Regions from separate parts of the Ovis aries genome. Here region 2 is linked to region 1. The links are chromatin contacts, called in public Hi-C maps. All regions are on one chromosome and are shown on one strand. The core of a region is the stretch at or near the end of the contact, and the rest is flanking DNA. Distances in the headings are between cores, read along the strand shown.

Evidence for each region. A called contact is a pair of places that touch in the nucleus more often than the background predicts.
Region 2: a Hi-C map of blood shows a contact between it and region 1, with 3 times the contacts expected there. The contact joins the enhancer-like site here to the promoter of UBTD2 in region 1. A contact is called at or near these places in 2 of 16 Hi-C or Micro-C datasets (both in blood).

The regions. Positions count from the first base shown.
Region 1 is chr16:4,221,989-4,227,040 of ARS-UI_Ramb_v3.0, reverse strand. UBTD2 (ubiquitin domain containing 2) reads left to right here and starts at 3,020. Exons shown (of 4, transcript XM_060400309.1): 1 at 3,020-3,511. LOC132657935 (a long non-coding RNA gene) reads left to right here and starts at 3,897. Exons shown (of 2, transcript XR_009596742.1): 1 at 3,897-4,018.
Region 2 is chr16:4,298,276-4,303,373 of ARS-UI_Ramb_v3.0, reverse strand. The region is part of intron 5 of SH3PXD2B (SH3 and PX domains 2B); the gene reads left to right. Among named protein-coding and RNA genes, the nearest start is that of UBTD2, 77 kb to the right of the region's middle. Within about 2 kb of position 2,988, at least 6 of the 54 cell types and tissues checked have an H3K27ac peak or open chromatin away from gene starts, as enhancers often do.

The DNA of each region.
Region 1 (5,052 bases), core at 1,771-4,270:
TCCAAAGAGTCAACTCTTCGCATGAGGTGGCCAAAGTACTGGAGTTTCAGCTTTAGCATCATTCCTTCCAAAGAAATCCCAGGGCTGATCTCCTTCAGAATGGACTGGTTGGATCTCCTTGCAGTCCAAGGAACTCTCAAGTCTTCTCCAACACCACAGTTCAAAAGCATCAATTCTTCAGCACTCAGCTTTCTTCACAGTCCAACTCTCACATCCATACATGATCACTGGAAAACCATAGCCTTGACTAGATGGACCTTTGTTGGCAAAGTAATGTCTCTGCTTTTTAATATGCTATCTAGGTTGGTCATCACTTTCCTTCCAAGGAGTAACAGTCTTTTAACTTCATGGCTGCAGTCACCATCTGCAGTGATTTTGGATCCCAGAAAAATAAAGTCAGCCACTGTTTCCACTGTTTCTCCATCTATTTGCCATGAAGTGATGGGACCAGATGCCATGATCTTCATTTTCTGAATGTTGAGCTTTAAGCCAACTTTTTCACTCTCCTCTTTCACTTTCATCAAGAGGCTTTTTAGTTCTTCTTTACTTTCTGCCATAAGGGTGGTATCATCTGCATATCTGAGGTTCTTGATATTTCTCCTGGCAATCTTGATTCCAGCTTGTGCTTCTTCCAGCCCAGCGTTTGTCATGATGTACTCTGCATGAAAGTTAAACAAGCAGGGTGACAATATACAGCCTTGACATACTCCTTTTCCTATTTGGAACCAGTCTGTTGTTCCATGTCCAGTTCTAACTGTTGCTTCCTGACCTGCATATAGGTTTCTCGAGAGGCAGGTCAGGTGGTCTGGTATTCCCATCTCTTTCAGAATTTTCCACAGTTTATTGTAATCCACACAGTCAAAGGCTTTGGCATAGTCAATAAAGCAGAAATAGATGTTTTCTGGAACTCTCTTGCTTTTTCGATGATCCAGCCCTTAGCAGCCCTATTACTATCTCCTGGGAATCTGTGTCTCTGTTTTAAGATAAAAGCAAGGTGGAGAACATCCACAGCTAAGGATTTCTCAATGGCATTGCTCTCTCCTCTCAGCTGCCAAATTCTCAGTGCTCCTCGGGCTTCCTTGATAGCTCAGTTGGTAAAAATCTCCTGCAATGCAGGAGACCCCAGTTCGCTTCCTGGGGTGGGAAGATCCCCTGGAGAAGGGATAGCCTACCCACTCCAGTATTCTTGGGCTTCCTTTGCAGCTCAGCTGGTAAAGAATCTGCCTGCAATGTGGGAGACCTGGCTTCAATCCCTGGGTTGGGAAGATCCCCTGGAGGAGGGAAAGGCTACCCACTCCAGTATTCTGACCTGGAGAATTCCATGGACTCTGTGGTGCATGGGGCTGCAGAGTCCGACAGGACTTGGTTTCTTGGTTTAGAGCAAAATTTAGGACAAAGCAATCCCTTTGAAGCTATCAGTATGCAGCTTCTTTCCTTCCGGGAAGTGATGAAGTGATGTCTGTCTGGCTATGTGAATACTTAGCTGAGGATGATCAGATAGAAGACTTTATGACACAGTACCTGAATATCGGAGCACCCTCTGAAAACTCATAAAGATGTCACTTGTATATAAGCTCTTCGAATGTTCATGAGTACCTAGGACAACACTCATTTGTCAGTCAGTATAAATTTAATATAGCAGACTTCTATTTCTCACAAGGCACTTTGTTTTCATGTAAGTATAGGGTTTTGTCTGTTTATTGGACATTCGTTTTAATCTGATTGTCAAATGAATACAAGGACTGAAATCTTTGCCTCCATTTTGGACTGTTTCTGTGAGCTACATTCCCATCCTGAGTCAAAGGGTATGAACATTTTTAAGTCTCTTGATCTGCAATCCAAATTGCTTTGCAAAAAGACTGAACCAATTTACACTCCCACCAGCAGTGTATGAAAATATATTTAAATGCAAATTCCAAGCTGCATAGAGCCACTTTCCTAGGTATTTTACTTGAAAATTTTTCTTTAATGCTAAGCAAAAGCTGACCCAGGACGTTAAAAAAAGAAATCTGATTATAAAAATGGAGCAGATAGTTAAAACAGCTCTTAGGCAGAAGTAAGCTTTAGAAAGACCCAAGCCAGGTGATAAAAAATTTTAAGGCATCCTGGCGAGAAGCACAATTCTAAAGGGACCATTAACAGTTTGGCTTCAGACTGGGAGAGCAACGGCCAAGAATGTCGGGCGTGGTCAGTGTACCAAATTCTAGTTTAGAAAAAGCGGGGTATTTTACTTATTTATATTTAATTTTGTTCTAAGGACGATTTAGGGCCCTTAAAGGCAGGATCTTGAGAAGTAGCATTGTGTCTGAATAATCCTGTGAGAAGGAAACAAACCCACGCCCCCCTGAACTACGGTCCACGCTTCTCTCTCGCAGCCCCGGATGCCCTGCCTCTGTAATCTCAGTCCAGTTTGCAACCACAAAGACCCGCCTCTACGTCTAGTAATGGGGCACAGAGATTGCAGGGGGGCAGGGGGATGGGGCAGGCAAGAAGCCAGGACTTGGGATAGCAACCCACTGGACTCTACACAAATCCACAAGGTGCACTTCAATCTTCAGCCAGGAGCACCCCTCCGCCGGGTACGTGGGACCCCGCCCGCGAGCCTTCCATCACTACTCCTCCGTGCGCCACCCCCGCCCGCTCCCGACCCGCTTCTACCAGAAGGAGGGGACGCCGGAGGAGGAGTCAGAAACTCGATTTCTCCCCTTTCCACTTTTCCTATTCACTTTTACTCCGTCTGTCCTGCTCTCTCCCCCTCCATCGCTCTCTCTGCTCATTCCCGTCTCTCCCTCTCCCTCCTCCACGCCCGCTTTCTCGGCCTCTTCCCGGGGACGGAACCCCAGCCGCCTCGTTCCCTCGGGTTCGGGGGCCCCCTCCCGCCCGCCTCGCATCCCCTCCGCGCCTCCCCGCCTCCTGCCCCGCCCCTCCGCCCGCGGCCCCGCCCGCAGCCAATCAGCGCGCGGCCTCCCACGGCCCCGCCCCCCGGCCTTTCCGGGAGGGCCCCGCGGAGCCCAGGCCTAGATGCGGAGGGCGGCGCCGCGGGGCGGGGGCCGATGGGGTCTGGCGGCCGCGGGGCGCCGGCGCGGGGCTCGCCTGCACGCGGGAGCGCGGGGCTGTGAAGGCGTGAGGTGGGCGCCGCGGCCCGCCCGGGATGGGCCAGCCCCAGCCTGGCGGGGCCGAGCCGGAGGCGAGGGCGGCGCGCGGGCCAGGCCTGCTGGGCGGGCGGCCCGGGGACTGAGGTAGAAGTGGGCGCGGAGGAAGGGGCCGAGCCAAGGCGGTGGGTGGAGCGGAGAGGGGGGCGGAGGCTGGGCCGCGGCGAGCGAGCGGAGCGGAGCGCTGGTCCGGAGCTCGGCGGCGGCGGCGGCGGCGCCTGAGGAAGCGGAGGCGGCGGCGGGCCCGGACGAGCGCCCGGAGGTGGCGGACGAGGCGCCGGGGGCCCCCATGGGCGGGTGTGTGGGCGCCCAGCACGACTCCTCGGGCAGCCTCAACGAGAACTCGGAGGGCACCGGAGGTAGGTGAGCGCCAGGGGGCAGCCTCGGCCCCCCATTGTTCCCGGCCGGGCCTGGCCACCTGTCCCGGCCCCTGCGGGCCTCGCGGCCGGGGCCCCCGCGCCCCTTTGTCATCCCCTCTTCCACGTCACTCCCCGCGCTCCGCTTCCGGCCGGCCGCCGGGTCGCCCCCTTTTTTCCCTGACTCCCCCACCCCCGTCCCAGAAAAGCACTCCGCGCTCCAGGAAGGTAGCCCACGGCCTCTCGACCCCACCGCCTCGGCTGGGGAAACTCGACCAGAAACTGCCTCTGGCTCCCTCGCTCCCTCTCCAGCCCGTTTAATTATTCAGGAACAGGATGGCGGCGCTGGGGTTGCAGGAAAGCGAACTGATGGGGGGGGGGGGGGGGGGTGGGGGAGGGGAGCCTAATGCATTCCCTCCGACGGGCCCCGCCACATCTCTCCGAACCCGGCCTTGTTCAGCAGAGTTGGCTGGTCTCCGCTTTCCTGAGTTTCAGATGACAGCTGCCCTGGTTGGTTCCAATTTGGCCATTTAAACCTGCAAGTTTCTGGAACTCGGCTGGGGAAGTCTCAAGTGGCCACAGGCATTATTTTAACGAGGGGTGGGGAAATGGTCTGCCGGAGTAAAACGTGGCTTCTTGCTCCAGCCTGGGGTTATTGGGCCAGTGCACTGTCGGGGTGGGCTAGTCAAATTCCTATCCATCTTACGTAAAGGAAAATAATGTAGGATAAAAGTACAAATGCTGTTACCCCAGTAGGATCCGTACTTTAAAAGTTTCTGTGACACGGAACGCACTTGTACTTTATTGTAAATATGTTTGCTGAGGAGAGTTATTTTAATGCAATCAATGTTGTAGTATACGAGAAGAGTAATCCAGTTAATTCTACTTTTAGTTATATGATCTCTTGCTGGGCCCATTCTATACCTTGTGTAGAGGACAGAATGTTTTAGTTAAAGAAGAAACAGCTTTTAGGAATAGCAAAGATGACAGTGTTGGTTTTGTTCCAGCCTTATGTTAGATGTCACAGAAATGTGGGGTGTAAGTTCCTAAACTAAATCGTTTGGGTGGGTGGGTTTACAACTTTTTCTTAACATGCTAGCATTTGGACCAGTTGCTTGCCTGTCATTAAACTCCACATACACCTAACTTTTGACTTGTAAATGTCCTGATTACATGATGTTTAGCCATGCTACTTCATTAAAATGTATGGGCATCCTGTATGACTAAATCCTGGGCAAACTGAGAGCTCAGCAAAGCATCTTGAAAAAAAATTGCCCATGGAAAGCGGTACTTGGTAGTGCATTTCAAGTCATAGCATAATTACTCAGTGGCACGTTAACAATGAGATTTGCAGTAAAAACAAAGCAGGAAGATAAAAGGGGGCATGATTTAAAATAACCTTGGGTTAAGATCAAATTGAGGGTCAAAATCCTGTGGGTGAGGTGATCATTAATGGTACCGAACTATACAAGTAGTATTACTTTTTGCTAAGTATAGATGGTGTGCTTGTTATAGGTAGTTTAAGTTTTTTCACACTCATTTTA
Region 2 (5,098 bases), core at 1,739-4,238, 76 kb before region 1:
AGAAGTAAAGTCTTTACCATTACTCATCAGTTAAACATTCTAAAGCTACCATCACGAAGAAAAAAAAAAAAAGCCAAACAGAAAGCTTTTGTGGTAGGTGAAAGCTATTACCTCTTGAGGATATTTTATAGTATGATACTTCCTTAATGATAAAATTGCCCTTCCACTGTCAAAGCTCCTCCTTTCTCCTGACTGTTCCCTTCTCTCTTGTTCCCTGCTGGACCACAAGAGTGACATTCCTTATCCTAGAACTTAGTTCTGTCTGTATCAGCTTCTAAGTACTGTGATTACTATGCATTATAAAGCCTGGTTGCAAGATCATAGCCCTCTAGTAGGTGTCTCCACCTAACACTTAAATGGCCTGTGGCCTAGTTTGAGACTCCTTGTAGATCAAACGAATGATGTTTTTGATAAGTTGAGTCCTCTGGGTAAAATGAAGTAACCTGCCTGGAAGAACTGATGCTGAAAAAGCAGCTCCAATTCTGAGCCGCTTAGTGGCGGGAAACTACAGTCTAAAGCTACTGTTAGAGCAGAATAGGAAGGAGATGTAAGTTAAGGCTCAGACCTGGCCCCTGAGCAAGTCTCGGAAGGAGTGCTGAGCCCTGAGCCAGCACCTGGCCTGCTCAGGCCAGCGCTGAGTCCCCCGCCCTGCCCCCTGCCCTCCTTATTTCCTGACTTCATGGCCTGTTCACCATGAGTCCCATCACTCCCCGGTCCCGTCACTGCTCATGGTTATCCCAGACTGGTTGGCAGCTTGGTGAGGGGAGTTGGCGCAGAAGTGAGTAGATCAGTCCATTGACCAGAGTCCTGACAATTGTATGTGGTACCACTGGGCACCATCAGTTGTTAAAAGCAGGTGGCAACTGCTGAACGTTCTGGACAGAGTAACCTGACTTACCGGACCCTGGCTTGACCAGAGCCTCCGTCCCTACCTACAGACAAGAAGGAGTAGTCTTTGGCTGCTTGTGAGGTGGACAGGTGCCTGCCAATGGACTCCGCACGGTGTGTTCTCAGGAAGAGGCCCGAGCTGTGTAGAGCGGGAAGGGTTTCTAGATGTCTCCTTTCATCCTTTGTTCATTCACACCACAATGTTCACTGAGCCTCCGTGCTGCGTGAGTAAGACCAACATGGTCATTCGTCCATTGTCTATTAAGCACCTACTGTGTGCCTGGCAGTGTTCCAGGCCCCCAGGAATGCAAAGGCCAGCATCACGTGGGCAATAACCTCACAGTCTGGTAGAAAAGACAGATGTGTAAGCAAAATAAAACAGTGTAAATGCTGTGTGAGAAGGCATTTGAGTGTCTCCCTGAGGTCAGAAGTCATTTAAAGCTGTTTTAAAACATTCGTTCTTCTGTTAAGATATTTATTAAGCCTTTGCGGATGCCATTCATGTTCTGGGGTCAAGGGTTGGTAGACATTTTTTCTCTAAATGGCCAGATAGTAAATATTTTAGGCGTTGCAAGCTGCATACAGACTCTTAATGTTTTTGTTTCCTCTTCTTCTTATTCTCCCTCTTATTCTTTACAAGGGTTTAAAACTATTAAAGTACATTCTTTGCTCCCTTTGCACAAAAATGGGCCGTGGGCCTGTGAGCCTTTAGGGAGTGTGAGTATAGCAGTTAACAAGAAACTGAGTCGCCGCCCTGACGGGAGCTTATGTTCTAGAGCAGAAAAACAGACAAGGAGACAAGGAAATACATAGAACCCATGACGGTTTTAAAAAAGCATGATGGCATGAAATAAAACGGAGTGAAGTAAGGGTGGTCAGGGGACATCGCTGATGAGATGCCACTTGAGCAGGAGCCTGAAGGAAGGGAGGGAGGAAGCCCTGCAGATATCTAGAGGAAACTTGTCCCTGGCAAGGGAACAGTAAATGCACAGTGCCCTGAGGTGGACATTGCTTTGTGTTATCACACAGTAGCAAGGAGGCCTGAGCATAGTAACTAAAAATAATTGTGCCTTTAAATTTTTAATTGTGTTTCTCAGTTCACGTTCCATAGATAGTCCAGGAGTAATAGTGTATTTGACAATAGGAGTGACCCAGACTCCTGTCTTGCTGCTCTGCCACACGTGGCCAGCATTTTCTGAGGTCATCTCATGGCCCAAGGTGGCTGCTGCAGCACCAGCCATCACGTGCACATTTTAGCCAGCAGTAACAAGTAAAGGGTGAAACAGAGTAAGCACCTCCTGTAATGATCCTTACCAAGCAGTTACATAAAACACTTCTACTTACATCCTACCGGGCTGACAGTTGGTCATGTGACCACTCCCAGTGTGAAGGAGTCTCATTCCAAGTAGCCCTGTGCCAAGCTAAAACTCAGCCAAGTCTGTTTACTGCAGAAGAAAGAATGGGGGAGAAGTAGCCATCTGTGCCACCTTAGAGAGAGTGGAGAAGTAACTATCAGCACAGACCAGGGAGGGCTTGTAGGCCAGTGGGACTTTTCCTGAGTGAAGTCAAGCCCATTGCCGGGCCTTGAATTTCGAACTGTGATACACTTTTTTTTAAGTGTGATTCTTTTAGCTGCTGTGTCCAGAATAGACTGTAGGGAGGGGTCAAGGCTGGCAACAGGAGGCCAGTTAGGAGGCTAAGAATAGGTGGTTCCTGTTTGAATGCGGAGGAGAAGCGGAGACATCCCAGGCAGAGAAAACAGCTATGCAAAGGCGCCTGCATGCTTTCCAGTTTTACAGGTGAGCCAGGAATGAGGTGGCCAAAAAGTGTCAGCAGAGAGACCAGTGCTGGTCATGGAGGACTTGAGGGCGCAAGGGAGCCACAGCAGGTGCTGAGCAGAGGGTGGCGCTGCTGAGGGAGCCCTCTGCCTGCAGTGTGGAGGACACGGAGGGGCAGGATGGAGAGCAATCACAGGGTGCCCCGCCTCTGAACCCCGGCCCCAAGAAGCCTTTCTCAGACCCCAGTGCAGAGGATGTGGCTTCATGAGGATGTGGGTGAAGCGAGGTGATAGAGTGCTGGCAAGAAGGTCCTCCCACATCAGGCCTGTGGCTCTGGGAGGGTGAGTCCTGATGGCCGCATCTAGAGGCAGCAGAGAACCACCCCCCACACACACATACACACTTGTGCGCAGACACCTCCTGCCCCGTCTAGCCTGCCCAGAAGACCTGGGCTCTCTCTGAGCACTAACCCGAGCAGCAGTCTCCGCGTGCAGCCTGACTCACGTGGGCGCTTCTCTTGTGTCCCTCTAGTTCTCTGTCTCCAGGGGAGACCCAGGGAAGCGTAGTTACATGAGCCCAGCCCCAAAGGGGTTAAAACAGACGAGTAGCCGCATTCCTGGGGCTGCAAACACCGGGGCAGGCTGGATTCTGGGGTAAACGCGGTAGACCCATGGTTTCTATCTGTTGCATTCACTAGGCAATGTGTCTCCTGCTCATGATGACCTGAGCCAAGAGCCTCCAGCAAGCCAGCGTCTGCCTTACTCCTTCACAGGAGAGTACCTCCTAGGAGCACAGTGCTGGGGAGTTAAGGAGCCGGTCAGGAGGTCACTGTGCGGAAGGGAAGCAGGGGGTGCCAGGCACCAGCCTGCTCTGCGGCCACTGAAAGGTGTTAGCGCTCAAGTGGCCGGGCTGGTTTGGGCCGTCTGTCTTGCTTGAGGCTGGGAGGAAGTCAGCTCTGCAGACTGACCTAGGTGAGAGGCAACAGAGGAGGAAAGGGCTGGCAGCAGTGCAGACCACCCTGAAGCTGCAAAGAAATAAGACTTGGGGGCAGTCGGGGGGAACCCACAGGGGAGGAGAGCAAGACCTCAGACACCCTTCCTTCCTACCGTCTTTTCTTGCCTCACCTGCTGCCGCCACACGGACCTGCTTCAGATTTGGCCTTGTCACCAGCTAGCTGCGGGATCTGAGGCAAGTCAGGTGATAGCTGAGCCTCTGTCTCCTTGTCCATGAAAGGAGAGTGGTAATACCCACCTTCCAGGGCGGTTGTGTCAAGGTGATTTATGAACAGTGTAGCCTGTGGTAGGCATTCACATGGGGCCACTTCCCTCCCAATCTTCTGAACCTTCATTCCATATCTGCCATCTCTGTTTTTCCTCTCTTTTTCTGTTCTCATGCTTTCTCCACCCAGGGTATGTGTAGCAAGGTTACCCTGGGGCCCTGCCATTTTGCTTTGTGACCCTCAGCCTGGGAGGGTGAGTGGCCAGAGCGTGGTCACAGAGCCAAAATGCAGTGTGACCCTTCACCCGGCTACCATGCCCTGCTCTGATTTTCCGCCTCAGAAACGCAGAAAGCGTGGTTCTAACAAAGGGCTCTTGTGTTGCTTCTGGATGCCAGAGGCTGGGGTGCAGTGGCCTGCTGGTAAATACTTCACAACCAGCCCTCTGATGGAAAGCCCCACTTTGTAGCATTTGCCAATTTCCATGGTGTAAATACTCCCTCTACGGCCAGTTTCAGTAAGGCACCACCCAGCAGAGTTGGGAAGAGATGTACAAACTCAGCTCCATATGGGTGTATTTGGACACAGAATATAAACGGCTATTTTAGCAGTTTATGGAAACAATATAAGGGGAAATACTTCAAATCAGGACTTTCAGAAAACCAGGCCTGGTGGCGACAAGAGCCAGCCTGCCCTCCCACCACATTCAGCTTGCTGCTCTGAAAGTGCTGCCCCCTCTGTTGGAGTGTCTGATGTCCCTTTACATTGCCCATATCCTGTGATAGCTTTTCATTGATTTATCGGATATGTCTTAGTACTTAAGCAGGGCTGCACAGCACTGCATCCTGTGGGAACAGACTCCTCCAGGTCGCCTCTCCCCCACTGCCCCTGCCCTCGTTCAAAGCCACCATCCTGTCTTGTCTGCAAATCTACAGCCTCCATCTGGTCTGCTGCTTTTTTGCTTGCTAGGCTCCAATCCAGTCTCCATGTGGCAGCCAGAATTGTCTTTGGAAAGATGTAAATCTTGTCATTCCCTTCTTAAAGCCCTTCAATGGCTTTCTCCTTTAGGGTTTAAAAAAAATCCAGACTCCTTGCCTTGGTCCAGCAGACCCTCCCTGCTCTGGCCCGTGCCTGCCAAAGTGATCTCAGACAGGACTGCCCTCTCCTTGCTCCTGGACTTCAGCCACCCCATTCCAGTTCCTAGAAGGCTCCCGGC